Linked DNA regions of Pan troglodytes: region 1 is linked to region 2. Evidence: chromatin contacts called from public HiChIP or PLAC-seq data. All regions are on one chromosome and are shown on one strand. Each heading gives the region's core, a stretch centred on a gene start, on an enhancer-like site or on the middle of the called end of the contact. The rest is flanking DNA. Distances are from core to core; before and after follow the strand shown. Region 1 holds the start of MIER3 (MIER family member 3). Region 2 holds the start of GPBP1 (GC-rich promoter binding protein 1).

The links. HiChIP or PLAC-seq counts read pairs in DNA pulled down with a chosen protein or histone mark.
Region 1: a contact with region 2 is called in an H3K4me3 HiChIP or PLAC-seq map of stem cell-derived excitatory neurons, with 10 times the contacts expected there. The contact joins the promoter of MIER3 here to the promoter of GPBP1 in region 2. A contact is called at or near these places in 1 of 7 Hi-C or Micro-C datasets (stem cell-derived neural progenitor cells) and 1 of 1 datasets of contacts at active chromatin or transcription factors (stem cell-derived excitatory neurons).

Annotation. Positions count from the first base shown.
Region 1 is chr4:57,683,242-57,687,426 of NHGRI_mPanTro3-v2.0_pri, reverse strand. MIER3 (MIER family member 3) reads right to left here and starts at 1,311. Exons shown (of 13, transcript NM_001280521.1): 1 at 1,281-1,311.
Region 2 is chr4:57,454,860-57,458,764 of NHGRI_mPanTro3-v2.0_pri, reverse strand. It overlaps GPBP1 (GC-rich promoter binding protein 1), which reads left to right and starts at 2,080. Exons shown (of 13, transcript XM_009449137.4): 1 at 2,080-2,299; 2 at 3,817-3,905.

The DNA.
Region 1 (4,185 bases), core at 62-2,561, 230 kb before region 2:
CTCTTGGCTGCCTCGCCTTCCTCCCCGAGTCCCAAGTGTACAAACTCACAGACCCGGGACGAAGCCCGGAGTCTGAGAGGCAACTCCAAGTCGCTTCTTGGAGCTCAGCAAGTTACCAAGCAGAGAAGCAAAACCCAGAGCAGTCGGCTCGCACCATCAGTCCCCCATCCCTGGCATCTCCGGAGTCCTCCAAATCCCACCCGGCTCTCCGAAGCCCCAAACAACTCGAAACGTAACACCCTTTTCTGGAACGAACTCGCGTTCTGAGCACCTAGTTCGCCCCTGGGGCCCGGGAGACCCAACTCCGAAGCCGATCTCTTCCCCTGGAGCGTAGGCCAGCTCGAATCGGACACTCGCCCCCAAACCAAAGCGCGAGCCCCCCATCCTCTCTCTCGAGTCCAGAGATGCAGCTCCTCTCAGTTCCAGGGATGCTGGCTCCTTCCAGAGTGTTCAGTCCCTCCCTGGACCGTCAGCGCGCCCCCCGCCCCAGCGAGCTCCAGCCCAGGGGCTCCTGCCACACCGCCCCCTCCCCCCAGCTCACCAGTCCCGGGGGACATGGCCGGGGCAGCTTCGCTCGCCCAGCCTTCCTTCCTCCAGCCCAGAGAAAACTGGAGCTATCAAGCCGCTCTCCTGGAGAGGGCGTCGAGGGTCTCGGTCTGCCCTTTAACCCCAGGGGCTCCCGCACCTCCCGGGCTGCGGGGTGGGGAGTCCCGCTCTTCTGAGAAGCCCGGTGGCCCCGCATCCCGCTCTTCTCCGCGCCCCCAGCAAAGTGAAGCGTGCGGCTCCTTCGCGCCGCAGCCCGGGCCCGGTGGGCCGGGGGCACAGCGCACGACTCCCGCAGGGCAGTGGCGCAGCCCGCTCCCCTCTTTGCGATCCGGCCGCGGAGGTGGGGGCTCGGCCGGTTTCCACCCACCCGGGCCCGGGCAAGAGGCGCGGAGGCGCCGGCGGCCCGCGTCAGCGACCGGGGACACGGCACTGCCCCGTCCCTGGGGCAGGGCTCACTGCAGCCGGCCGCCACCTCCGTCCGGCTCGGTCGCCCGGCCCGACCGGGGCCGGAGCCGCCGCGGCCTAGTCCCGGAGGGAGACCGCTCCCGCGCCCGCTCCCGCCCCCCGGCCAGCCCCGCCACGGCCAGTCGCCGCCCCGCGACCCCCGCGTCGCCACGCCGCCCCTCATGGGGCAGCGGAAAGAGCCCCGGATCCCCCAGGCTGGCTCGGGGGTCGCGGGGAGCCGCCGGGCGCCCGCTCCAGCCCGGCTGCTCCTGCCCGGTTTCCCTGCTCACCTCCGCCATATTGGTACCTTTAGGGCGAACGAGCAGCGCCGAGCCCAGTCCCCGGATGGGGCGCCTGAGCCAATCGCAGCCGCCGCCGCCACCGCCGCGGTCCGCCCGGCACCCGCCCGGCGGCGGAGGCGGCACGGCCCCTTATAGGGCAGGGCGGCCCGCGACGCCCCCGGCCCGCTCGCAAGCCGACGCCGCCTGGCGCCCCTCGCCACCCCCGCGCCGGCCCCAGCCGGCCAGACCCGCACCCGCGCGCACCGTCCTTCTCCTCCTGGCTGGGGTAAAGTTCCTGCCGAATTGGAGGCAAGTGGGGGACGGACGGACGCGCGGGCGCGGGACAGACCCACGTCCAGCCAGTGGAGGCCCAAGAGCTGGCGGGCGCGTCTGGGAACCGACCCACAGACACCGCGGCGCGGGAGGGCGTGCGGGAGGCGGGCAGGAGACTTGGACTGGCAGGCGATGTGCAGGGGAACTCGACAGACTCAACTTCCCTAAGAGGAGGAGGCGATCGATGAAATAGACAGATGTGGGAGGAAGCCCTGGGAAATGGGAGAAGAGGCTGGTGGATGGCAGAGTCCGTCCAGAATGAGGGGACTACAGTCAGGCACTTTGCCGTTTCCACGAAGGGACCTGCAGGAATGGGAGATGGAGACCGGTGTACACTGGCTCACGGAGTGGACAATGGAAGTAGACATTTGCCAAACAGGTTATTGACAGCACAGAAGAAAAGACAAAAGATCGACAGGGCAGAGAAATGATGCTGAATATACTTGTACAGTTCAAGAAGATGCCCAAAAAATATAAACTGTGCTGTTATCCAAAAAAAAAAAAAAAAAAAATTAGACCAGTTCTAGGAATTGTTCATCACCAACGTGTCTTAGGGGATGACCCAGAGATACTTGATACATCTGTTGAAGGACAAGAACAGCATATCAAAGGCCCTGAACTGAGTCTCAAAAATTCTACCCCTCACTTCCCTCACTTCTCCAAAAAGGCCAAACGTTTGGGTAGGATCATAAAAGGAAACTAGTCCCCTGTGCAAGTGGATGGGTGAAAGACGGAGCATAAGGCTTAACAGGAATACCTGCTCGTACATGTTCCTTATGACCATTTGCTCTTCATTGGAGGAGATTACTCTCCGGAAGGTCCACATCCGCACTGAAAGACTTTGAGCCAAGTACACAAAAATATACACTAACGACTGATTGGAGAGTTAGGTCCTGCAAGAAGTTAAAGTAAGGTATGGAGTTGCCCTGGCAAATTTGGAGGACACATTGTCCTAAAGTGGGAGGCCAATTCTATCTGTGGAAAAGAAAGTCGGCTGTAAGGTACATGGATAAGTGAGATGCAAATACCATCAGGAATTATAGCAGGACCCTACAGGAATTTGGAGAGAGTGATCTCAGACACCAGAGCTCTTCTCCCAGCTTTTTTCTAAAACATACGTAATATTAAATGATAAAGACAAGTTTTTAGAAGCTAAAACTTTCCATACTTCATACTTTTAATCCAAACATGAAAGGTCTTGATTTTAACCTGGGGTCCCTCCAATTCCCTTATTGCTGGAGCGCATACTGAGGATGAGGCTGGAGACTGGAGGTAGGGAGAGGGTTATTTTCAAATTTTTTGCCAAGGCATCTCAAAATCAAGCTTATACCACGGGTAAAAGTTATTTACTTATGGAAATTTTAGGGAAAAATCACTCCAACTATTTCTAAACATCATAAAGACTTGGAAAATTACACTTTCCCTGCTGTGAAAGATATCTTTCGACCTTTTGTCCAGTCAAATAACTCAAAAACAGCTAAACTTTGAAACCAGACCTTGGCACACAGTGTATGTACTGTCCTCAATGAGGCGTTCAGAGTTTTCAAAGTAAAAAAAAAAATGGCTTGAAATTAAGTACAAGTGAATAACTTTAGAAATGAGGCAGTGAGCACGCGCTGTGGACAGAACCATGAAACAGTTCCCTGAGCAGCTGGACCGCAGTCTGAGCCACGTGAAGAAAGTGTCTCCATCCAACAACCTGCCTCATACATTACACTGGGAAAAACATTTTCTTCCCAGCAAACTTGGCTAATCCAAACTATAAATGTAGTCTTAGATTATATGTTTTGCCATAACTGAAATATACACAGATTTATTCACTTTCATGAATCTAGTAATGTTTCTGTAGACTTTCTTTATATTCAATTGTAAAGATTTTGTATAGGCATTTGTAATTTTGATGCTTATATGCTCCCTATTATAGAACGTAGTGTAGGAAGTCTGAGTCCATGGTATTAAATAAGGATTCAGACAAAGATAAATGAAGCTAAATTTATTAGCAGTTAAAGGTAGCAGAGCTACTTTCCCCCACCTGATCACTAGAGAAAGTTTACCACTCAGTCTTACATAACACATTCCTTTATGATAAAGTGTGTAAAGTCTATATGTAGATGGAGCTCTCATTCTTTCTGATTGACAAGACTTTCATGAGTCAGTACAGATTAAAAATCCTTTTGACCCAAGGAGTTTAAATTAAAATACTATTACTTTTTACTTTTATTATCCTGTAACTATGCAATAGAGGGCATTATATAGAAAGTGCTAGATGCTGGGCACTGTGGGACCACCATAAAAATGTCCTTGTCCCCCAAAAGCTTACAATCTAAGTAATTTCTATAGGTGGTAAATGGATATGTGAGCAAGGAAAACTAAAAACCATAGTAACCTCCTAAGGAGAACCAAAATGTCATAGATCCTCCAACCATCTTTAGAAAGGAAATAAATCAATAAAGCTTTATTTATAAACATGTAATTTTAGAGGCTTCCAGTAAATTCATACAATAAAATAAAAAATATATATAAAAAAATGAGGACCAACGAAACTAACTAGACTAGGAGGTTAACACCAAAGAAAAAGTAA
Region 2 (3,905 bases), core at 831-3,330:
AGGCGTGAGCCACCGCGCCCAGCCTAATTTTGTTATTTTTAGTAGAGACGGGGTTTCTCCAAGTTGTTCAGGCTGGTCTAGAACTCGCGACCTCAGGTTATCCGCCCGCCTCGGCCTCCCAAAGTGCTGGGATTACAGGCGTGAGCCACCGCGCCCGGGCTAAACTTTTTTTTTTGAGACAGGGTTTACTCTGTCGCCCAGGCTTGAGTGCAGTGGTGCAATCTTGGCTCACTGCAACTTCTCCCTCCTGGGTTCAAGCGATTCTCATACCTCACCCTCCCTAGTAGCTGGGACTATGGGTGCCCGCCACCACGCCCAGCTAATATTTGTATTTTTAGTAGAGAGGGGGTTTCCGCTGTGTTGGTCACCCGACCTCAGGTGATCCTCCAGCCTCAGCCTTCTGAAGTGTTGGGATTACAGGCGTGAGTCACCGCGCCCGGTCCGCCCTTAACTTTTTAAAAGAGTGGGTGTTATCTTTTTCTTAATAATTTGTAAGAGCTCTTTATATTTTCTTATGCAAATAAAACATACGCTAAGGATGGTAATCGAATATAAATATTAACTTGCTTGTGATTTACTACAATTGTTTCTCTGTTTCACTACCAGTTGTTCGACTTTATAGTGTCTTCTGTCACATGAAAGGCACAAATTGTGTGTCTAAGTTATCAGTTTTATCCTTGGGTTTTTTTTTTGTTTCCTTTATTTTTTCTTGGTTTGATATCATGCTTACACATAAAAGCACGAGCAGGTCCTCTCCCAACACGTAAGTTGCTTATACGGAAACAATGTGGTGTAGAGAAAAGAAAGTGGATCAAGCCCCTAATAGACTTGAGTTTAAATGTGGTACAGCCAAGTTGTGGCGCCCAACTTCCATATTCTGTAACGTTAAACACGTCAATCTCATCCTGTTTCCTTATCTGCAAAATAGTACCCACCCCAGAGGGTGATACAAGCATTAAAATGCCCGGCACGGGCAAGGCATCCAGCAAGTGTTAATTCCCTTTCCTCTGCCCCGCAGAGGGGCATTATTAATTGCTTAAAGTGGCCAACTCCCGATAAAGATTAAAACAGAAGGTTGGGGACGGTAAATTTTGGTGAGTTTACGTTCCACCCTTTTTCAGGTATCTTCTAGAAACATTCCATTAAACTACAAACCCCATAATGCATGTACAACTACCATAAAATTTCTACGTTATGAAGTCCTTGTGGCTTAGGGGAGGGCGAACAGCCAAATATCTTTATTTTCCAGACTTTCCCTCTTTGAGACAACCTCCCCCCACCTTCCCTCTAAACAAATGTGATTTTTCTTTTTCATAGAATGCCAACTTCCCAGGTGTTAAAGTGAGGCTACGGTTATAAGGCGAAAAGGTGTCACAATTAGAGAAACAACTTTGAACACGGTAATACTGATTTTTAAAAATCTCGAATGGGCTCTGTGGTTCTGATACTCTGGCTGTTGAAATAATTCACCTACTGCAGATTTAGTAGAAAGAAAAATAATTAGCATGATTATACCTAGTAGCCATTTCTACCCTCTTGAGAGTCTGGGCTTGGCTCCCCGCACGTCTGCTTTCCTCAGCCGCAGGGCTCCCGTGTGCACCTCTCATGCCTGACACAGTCCGCGTTCGCATGCCACGGTGGAGCATCCCCTCAGCGTGCCCTACCGCTCCGGCGCCGGCTCGGCAGATGTTCCGCCTGCGCAGAGCTGAGCATAGGCGCCGTGTGAGCGCCGATTCACCCAGGCCCGAGCGCGAGGCCCAAGCAGGGTACCCGGCGAAGGGCGTGCGCCGCAGCGTCTTCCGCAGCTTGAAGCTCGGAGGAGCTGCGGCGCAGCTTCGGGAGCTTAGAGCTGGGGAAGACGCTGCAGCGCGCGCCACTCGAGCCTGCGCGGCCGCTTCCCGGCGCAGCACCCCCCTCTCGCCCTCTGCGCGGCCCCACCAGCCCGGACTCCGAGGCAGCCCCGGACGGGGGGAGGTGCGGGAGGAGGGGCTCCTCAGGGAGCGGCGGGGAATTCCCCCTTCCACCGAACGTTCCCGATTGTTCACCGTCCTCACGTCAGCAGCAGGGGGTAATCCCCGACTCCAGCTGCTCCTGACGTCACCGCGTGGAGCCACCGCCCCCCGCGCGCCCCTGCTCCGGGGCCTCCTCGAAGCCCCGCCCCCAGCCCTAGCCACGCCTTCTCCCCCTCCCCCCAGGCGCCCGACGTAGAGGGCGGAGCTTCTTTGACCGCGGCGTGAGCGGTTGCTTGGGCCAGAAGGTTCTCTGGTGGAGGCGCTCTTCCTGGTGTCCCGCCCAGTAGGTTCGTTCGCACCGCTTCTTCCACACCCTTTCTCCCTCCTTCTCCTCGCCCCGCCTTCCCTCCCTCCTCAATCCCTCTAGTTCCTTCCCCGCCTCGCCACTGTCCGCGATCTCGCGAGACTTGGCCCAGAACATTGCGGATCGGGTCGGCGCCATTTTGGGACTGAGACTGGTTGTGGGGGAGGGAAAAGCGGCAAAAGGGGATTATTCAAAGTACCGAAAACCTTCTCCCGGGATCAGGCGCGGCGGCACCCCCAGGCCAGGGGCACCTCTGGTGGGGCAGAAGGTAATACCGTCCTCTAGGCTCCACGCCCGAGCCCGGGGGAGGAGGGGAGTGCCCGTGTCCGTGTTGGGGTTTGAGGGGTCGGGAGCGGCGTTGGTGGCGCGAGGTGTGAGGCTGCCCGCCGACGGAGGGGCGGCGAGAAGCAAGGAGTGAGAGGGGAGGGAGGCGCAGATAGGCCCCTCTAGGTATTGACTCGGCCGGGGTGGAGCGGAGGTGGTGGTTGTGAGGAGGGGGTGGGTGGTTTAGCCCCGGCGGCTTGGTTGGGGGGTGTTTGGCGTTTGGCGGAGGCTGGGAGCGAGTCCGACGCTCTCCGTGCTCGGCCTTCCTTCCCCCGGCCTCTTGCACACGCCCGCCTGGTTTTGCACCACTACCCTTCTCAGGGCTGAGGGAGTCGAGGCCGAGTTGTGGCCTTCGGCGGTTTCTTCAGCAGCGCCTCAGCTTTCCCCGCCTCTCCCAGGTCCGTGGCACTTGCCGTGGACTGGGCGAAGGCTACTTTGTTCCTCCGAGTCCTGTGGGGTCTGAGGGGACATGTGCATTTTTGAGAGAGAACCATTCTTTGGTTTACGAAAAGGGCCCTGTACCTTCCACCCCCTCAGTTTTGGGAGAAACCTGTTTTCTTAATTCGAGGAAGTGGAAACCTACACCTTCTAGCCCTTTGCTCCCTCAGAAGTGGGGAAGTCTCCTCGGGAGAATTTAAGAAGCGGGTTTGCCCTACTTCTAGTTCACCTTTCTGGCCTTACTGGGTGGGAATATGCCTCCTCTAGTAGACGTTCTGATTTGGAGGGAGCCTCTTTCTCTTTACACTTATCTCTGAGTTACATTTGCTAATGCTCCGTGGCAGCACACCTGTCTTCGCTTTCCTTGGTCCATCGAAGAGGGTTGGAGATCTTTTGTAAGATTATGTGCCAATTTCATAGTTTTAAAATTTATTCAAGGAGTATAAGGTTTGCTTATGTAATTCCCCAGTATGGGATCTGCACCCCTTCCCAGGTGAAATCTGCCCTTGCCCTCCATAATACCGTCACCTACCGTTTTTCCCTCCCTCTACTCCGATGTCTTATTCATTCAGTAGACTTTTATCGGGTGCTTGCTTGGGTAAAGAAGCCCTTTTCCAGGCTCCTGTAGGGTTATATAGAAGTGATTTTCTCTCCAGAGGTTGACTTTTTAAGTTGGGGATTGATTTTTTTAGCTCAAAATCAAAACTCAGTATGTAATTTTTTTTATAACTTTTACAGGTGATTGAATTACTCAGATATGAAGATCATCATCTAGGTTTTGTGTAAAAGGCCCCGGATATTTTAAGTGGCCATTTTGGATTTACAGT